2 separate regions of the Capra hircus genome follow, and region 1 is linked to region 2. The links are chromatin contacts, called in public Hi-C maps. All regions are on one chromosome and are shown on one strand. Each heading gives the region's core, a stretch centred on a gene start, on an enhancer-like site or on the middle of the called end of the contact. The rest is flanking DNA. Distances are from core to core; before and after follow the strand shown. Region 1 has its middle 19 kb from the start of SLAMF6. Region 2 overlaps VANGL2 (vang-like protein 2).

What was found. Hi-C and Micro-C count contacts between places; a contact is called where the count stands out from the background.
Region 1: a Hi-C map of blood shows a contact between it and region 2, with 2.6 times the contacts expected there. The contact joins two enhancer-like sites. A contact is called at or near these places in 3 of 5 Hi-C or Micro-C datasets (all in blood).

What each region holds. Positions count from the first base shown.
Region 1 is chr3:110,791,773-110,794,646 of ARS1.2, forward strand. No RefSeq gene overlaps it. Among named protein-coding and RNA genes, the nearest start is that of SLAMF6, 19 kb to the left of the region's middle. Within about 2 kb of position 1,584, at least 1 of the 5 cell types and tissues checked has an H3K27ac peak or open chromatin away from gene starts, as enhancers often do.
Region 2 is chr3:110,661,513-110,664,349 of ARS1.2, forward strand. VANGL2 (vang-like protein 2) reads left to right here. Exons shown (of 8, transcript XM_018046377.1): 8 at 1-2,042. Among named protein-coding and RNA genes, the nearest start is that of VANGL2, 28 kb to the left of the region's middle. Within about 2 kb of position 1,274, at least 1 of the 5 cell types and tissues checked has an H3K27ac peak or open chromatin away from gene starts, as enhancers often do.

The sequences.
Region 1 (2,874 bases), core at 334-2,833, 130 kb after region 2:
GAGAAACCAAAATGCAAGCTTTCAAAAATCTTCTCCCGGTGGAGTCACATAGGCTGCCCTTAATTCCTCAAGTGACCTGTGACGTCAGCACATGCGTCATCACAATGTTTGCTGCTAGAGAAGTTTGCCTGAGTCCAGGATTCTAGGGGTTTATCAGTAGTCACTGTCTTCCTAGCATGTACAAAATTTCAGAATCCAAAAAGGAAAGCAGGTGTTCAGCACACAGAAAATTGTTTGTATAAATAGTTTAAGTTCAGTGAATTGCTCTTAGGAAATGGTAGAATCTCCCTAAAACCAAGTTCCTAGACACTAGCTAAGAGTCAACCTTGTAAGTACACCTTTCAAAGGATAGTAGCCTTAAGTCTACATTGTTGAGGTTAACTCTTCTCTGTGTTTTCTAATCCTTAACCATGCTTTCTGCAGAGGAAGTAGTCAGTATTTTTCTACTGTGTATCCACCCAAAGGCTGGAAACTTATTAAGGGAATATGATTTAGGAATAAATAGCTTTGTCACTGAGACACGTGCCAAAGGATTGTCACATTCCAGGTAAGGTAAGGCAGTTAAAGGCTGTACAAACTGTTGCATCTTCACTAATTAATCAAGATATTATACACTGAGGACTTCCTCTTTAACTTGTGCAGGATCAGACATTGTGGATACAAGTGATGAGCAAAATCAGACGTGATCTGCCTCCTGATGGAGCTCATAGACTAGTGGGGAAAGAGACAAATTAATCAAATAATCACAAGGAGAGATATTTAAAGACAAAATTTAAAAACTGCTGTTGTAGAAAGAGATCTAAAACAATCAGAGTAAAAACAGGCATCAGACATGGTCTGAGGAGTAGGAACACTTCCCCAAGGAAGGGACATTTGAGCTGAGCCCTGAGGAATGAGTGGGCATTAACAAAGTGAAGTTGTCTATTAGAGGCAGTGAGGGTAAGGAGTGGGTGATAAAGCATTTCAGACAGAGGGAGAGGATTAAGGCTAATGTTTAGATTAAATTAAATGAAATCTACCAGAATCTCAGAGGGCACTAGAAAAACACCACGAAAAATTTTAAAATCTTCTCAAGATTATCTGTATCTGTTTATAGAGTCCTTCACAAGGGCTCTGAAATTCTTCTGGGTAGTGGTTCAATTTCAGCCCAACAAGAAAAGGATAAAGAGATTTATCTGTGGGAGCCCAAGCATATTTGCAGAGTTGCTCAGAGCAAAGGATGTGAAGCTTCTTTGATAAGTTAGACTAAAGGAAGTGGTTTCATATCTAGAAGCTTCCATTTGCTATTTCACATATCACCTTTTAGCAAGTCACTTAAGTTTTACAAAACATCCTGAGGCCCTTCACCCATAGTTCTGAGGGAACCACACCTAGTCTCCTCATCAAAAAAAGTGGCACTGTGGGTGATCCAGACAATCCTAATCTCTAGTTCCCTAGAAACAGGCTCTGAAAGTGGTTTCCAGGACTTCTTTCCTACTCTTGATATATGGGTCCCAATCTGAACTCAGTTCAACAAATGTTTATTAAGCTCTCCTAGGCAATGACCCCATGTCTGAGGTCAGGGGCGGCAGTCAGGAGGAACTTCCCCACACCCGAGGTCAGGGGCAGTGGTGGAGAAGAGCAACCCCATGTCCAAGGAACGGTGGCTGTGCGGGCGCAGGAGGGCTGAGAGGAGCTACTCCACGTTCAAGGTCAGGAGGGGCAGCAGTGAGGAGATACCCCTCGTTCAAGGTAAGGAGCAGTGGTTGCACTTTGCTGGAGCAGCTGTGAAGAGATACCCCACGTCCAAGGTAAGAGAAACCCAAGTAAGATGGTAAGTGTTGCGAGAGGGCATCAGAGGGCAGACACACTGAAACCATAATCACAGAAAACTAGTCAATCTAATCACATGGACCAGAGCCTTGTCTAATTCAGTGAAACTAAGCCATGTCCTGTGGGGCCACCCAAGACAGGCGGGTCATGGTGGAGAGGTCTGACAGAATGTGGTCCACTGGAGAAGGGACTGGCAAACCACTTCAGTATTCTTGCCTTGAGAACCCCATGAACAGTATGAAAAGGTAAAAGGATAGGATACTGAAAGAGGAACTCCCCAGGTCAGTAGGTGCCCAATATGCTACTGGAGATCAGTGGAGAAATAACTCCAGAAAGAATGAAGGGATGGAGCCAAAGCAAAAACAAAACCCAGTTGTGGACGTGACTGGTGATAGAAGCAAGGTCCGATGCTGTAAAGAGCAATATTGCATAGGAACCTGGAATGTTAGGTCCATGAATCAAGGCAAATTGGAAGTGGTCAAACAGAAGATGGCAAGAGTGAACATCGACAATATAGGAATCAGCTAACTAAGATGGACTGGAAAGGGTGAATTTAACTCAGAGAACCATTATACCTACTACTGCGGGCAGGAATCCCTTAGAAGAAATGGAGTAGCCATCATGGTCAACAAAAGGGTCTGAAATGCAGTTCTTAGATGCAATCTAAAAAATGACAGAATGATCTCTGTTCATTTCCAAGGCAAACCATTCAATATCACAGTAATCCAAGTCTATGCCACAACCAGTAATGCTGAAGAAGCTGAAGTTGAATGGTTCTATGAAGACCTACAAGACCTTTTAGAACTAATACCCCCCAAAAGATGTCCTTTTTATTACAGGGGACTGGAATGCAAACATAGGAAGGCAAGAAACACCCGATGTAACAGGCAAATTTGGCCTTGGAGTACGGAATGAAGCAGAGCAAAGACTAATAGAGTTTTCCCAAGAGAAGGCACTGGTCATAGCAAACACCCTCTTCCAACAACACAAGAGAAGACTCTACAGATGGACATCACCAGATGGTCAACACCAAAATCAGATTGATTATATTCTTTGCAGCCA
Region 2 (2,837 bases), core at 24-2,523:
CTTAATTTCACTGTAAATCTGAGCCTTGAAATCAGACATCCCTAAATGATGTAGTTTTAGCCAAGGGGGATAGAACTAAGGAGTACTCACATACCTCCAGCCAGCGCCCAGGTCGGGGAGTGTCCTCGTGGCCCGGCTGGAGCAGTCCCTTGAGCCCGTCCTCAGAGTAACTCACAATGCCCCTTTGTAGGCCCATCTCTCCCCTGGAAAACTCATTTGTTCTTGCCTTGCAGAGGGCACCCTGGGATAAGACCCCCATTGATCTCTTACCGGGGAGGCTTCCTCTCTGTATTGGCAACCCTGGGCACGATGGAGCCTGGGGATTGTTTGTCCTGCCGTCCTTTCTGGAAAAGCACATCTGTCCACACACTACTTCCTCGAGAAGGGCTCTTCAGCCAGAGCTTATCTTGTCTGCACATGGGTGGGTTACACGGCTGACTTGGGCAGGGCCTGGAAGGCAGCCTTGGGCTGGGGCTGTGAGTTTGAGGGTAAGCCCGAGTGATACCCATCCTGTCCTGGAGGTCCTGGGAAGGTATTTTTTTTTCTTCTCTTCAAAGACGTGGTTTCAGAGGAATCCCTTCTGGGTCACATTTCTAAATACCTCACTATCCTGGAAAACGGGGCCTGGATGGTGACTGGGGTCACTGCCGTTGTGGGCAGGAGTGGGATGTGGTGTGGTTTGGGGAAGAGTTGGGTGGGGAGAGGGAAAGTATTTGTGATCATAGTTGCTGCCCTAGATGAGGGGGTGGGGGAGTGTTTATTTTAAGAACCTGCCATGTTTTTTAATCACTGTGATTTTTTCATTCCTTTTAACTAAAACAAAAAGACATTCCCCACTCCCGCCCCCCCCCCCCCCCCAACACTCTCTCTAAGCACTAAGGGCTGTGACTGAAGACTGGTAGTGTTTTGGTCCTTGGCGTCAGAACTGTGGTATCTTTGTCTTCTTTGATTACTGTTATTGTTATTTTTTAAAATGTCAGGATGAACTGTCACGTGTATGGCTGTGTTTGTCTTTTGCTTCTCCTGTATAGGAAGTTGTCTCCATACTGTGAACTGAGGTAGGGTTTGTAGCTGCCTCGGTCCCTCTGACCAGTGTCCCCTACTCTTGTCTGTCCCATCACAGGCTGGATTTTCTCATCCTTCCCTCGTGGGGGTGTGCCCACCCATTGCCACCCCCACCCCACATACTGTCATCGCGGACGCTGTGGCTGCATCTCTCCAGTGCTCTTTCCTGCGGCCCCATGGCGTCTTAGGTCATCCCCGCCACGCCTCCCAGGCCTTCCTTTCCACCACCTGGGAAGGCCGGTGGTCCTCCCCTCCACACCAGGATGCTGTGCCTCAGTCCTGCACCTACCTCGCCACTCTGCCGCTGTCCCCATTGGTCCCTGTCTCTGACACTCCTCTTCGTGCTATTTCTGTTCCTGTTTATTTCCCTCTCGCCTCTCCTTTTCCCTTCCCACCGCACCCCCCTCATCTCAGCCCTTTCCTTTTCACTTCCCCTCCCCACTTCAGTCCTGTTGCCATCCCTATTGCAATACCTGTGATGAGACATTGGGATCCCTTCTCATCTGAAACAGCTGTTTCCCAGAGTCGAAGCTTCTCTCCTCTCCTGGGCCTGGATGAGCTCCCTTTGCCCCTCTGTGGTGTCTGTCAGTCTGTCTTCTCTTTCCTCTGCCTTCCCCACGGGGCAGCATCTGCTGATGGAGTTGGTCCTGGTGTGTGATTGTTGTGATTTGTTCTTTTGTGTGTGCAAGGAAGGGGGCTTTTTGAGTTCCTTCCAAGTGAGATTGTAAATGTAGAATTTTCCACTGTTGGATCTAGATTTTTTTCCCCCCCTTTTTTTGGGTTACAGAGCTGAGACCTTGTGCATGCATGTAGAAAGTTGTAAAATGTAAATTCTTTTTTTTTTTAATATATAAAAAGCTTGTTTTTACAGTTTGCAGTGGATCTAAACATTATGGCAATTTTAGGGTTTTTTTTTTTTCTTAAACATAGGAATTAAAACTGTACAAATTTTTTTTTATATAAAATAAAGGCATTTGACTTTTGTGGGGGCATTCTGTTGTTTTTTTTTCCTCTTCTCTCTTTTTTTATTTTTTAAACAGGAGTGGAAAGAGCCTGAGAAGGTGAGGAAGGAGTGAAGGTATGCTCCTTGCTAGGGAGTGGGAGGGCCAGGAGGGGGCAGTGTGAGCTTGTCACTGCTCCACCCTTCTCAGGGTGAATGAAAAAGAAAGCTGCTTATTCTGAACTCTGATTCTGAGAAGAGAAACACTTGGGAACGTGACCACTTAGCTGTTCTCTGGGGTGGTTGTCAAGATAAGGAGGAGGGAAAGATTCCTTTCTGGGTAGATTCATGGGAATTTCAGAGAACAGTTGATGATTTCATTCAATAGTGACAACCTCTCACATGCTACTAAGACACATTTCTGAAGTGTATCTCATGTTTCTAAGGATTGCCTTATTTCTACCAGTATCTCTCTAATCTTTCAGATACTGTACAAAAGAATATTCCAGCAGGAGTCATTTATTTAAAAAATGGGAATGTTCAGTTGACACTGTACTTGTAATCAAGCCCTGGAATTATTGTTGAGAGATGAGGGGCTTTCTCTCAGCTCTACCCAGACCCAAGCTTCTCTGTGACTTTGGCCAAAATGCTTAGCACAGAAAATTCTTTCTAAGGTTAAAAATAAACCAACAAATGTAAACATCCCTGTGTGAAGTTAACCCATTTACTACTAGATTTTGTCCTCTTCTCCCCTGCCCCATCCTTTGCCATGCTCTGAGAATGCAAAGACCAGAGTCTTGTCCTTGTCCTGGAGGAAGATCTGAGCTACAGG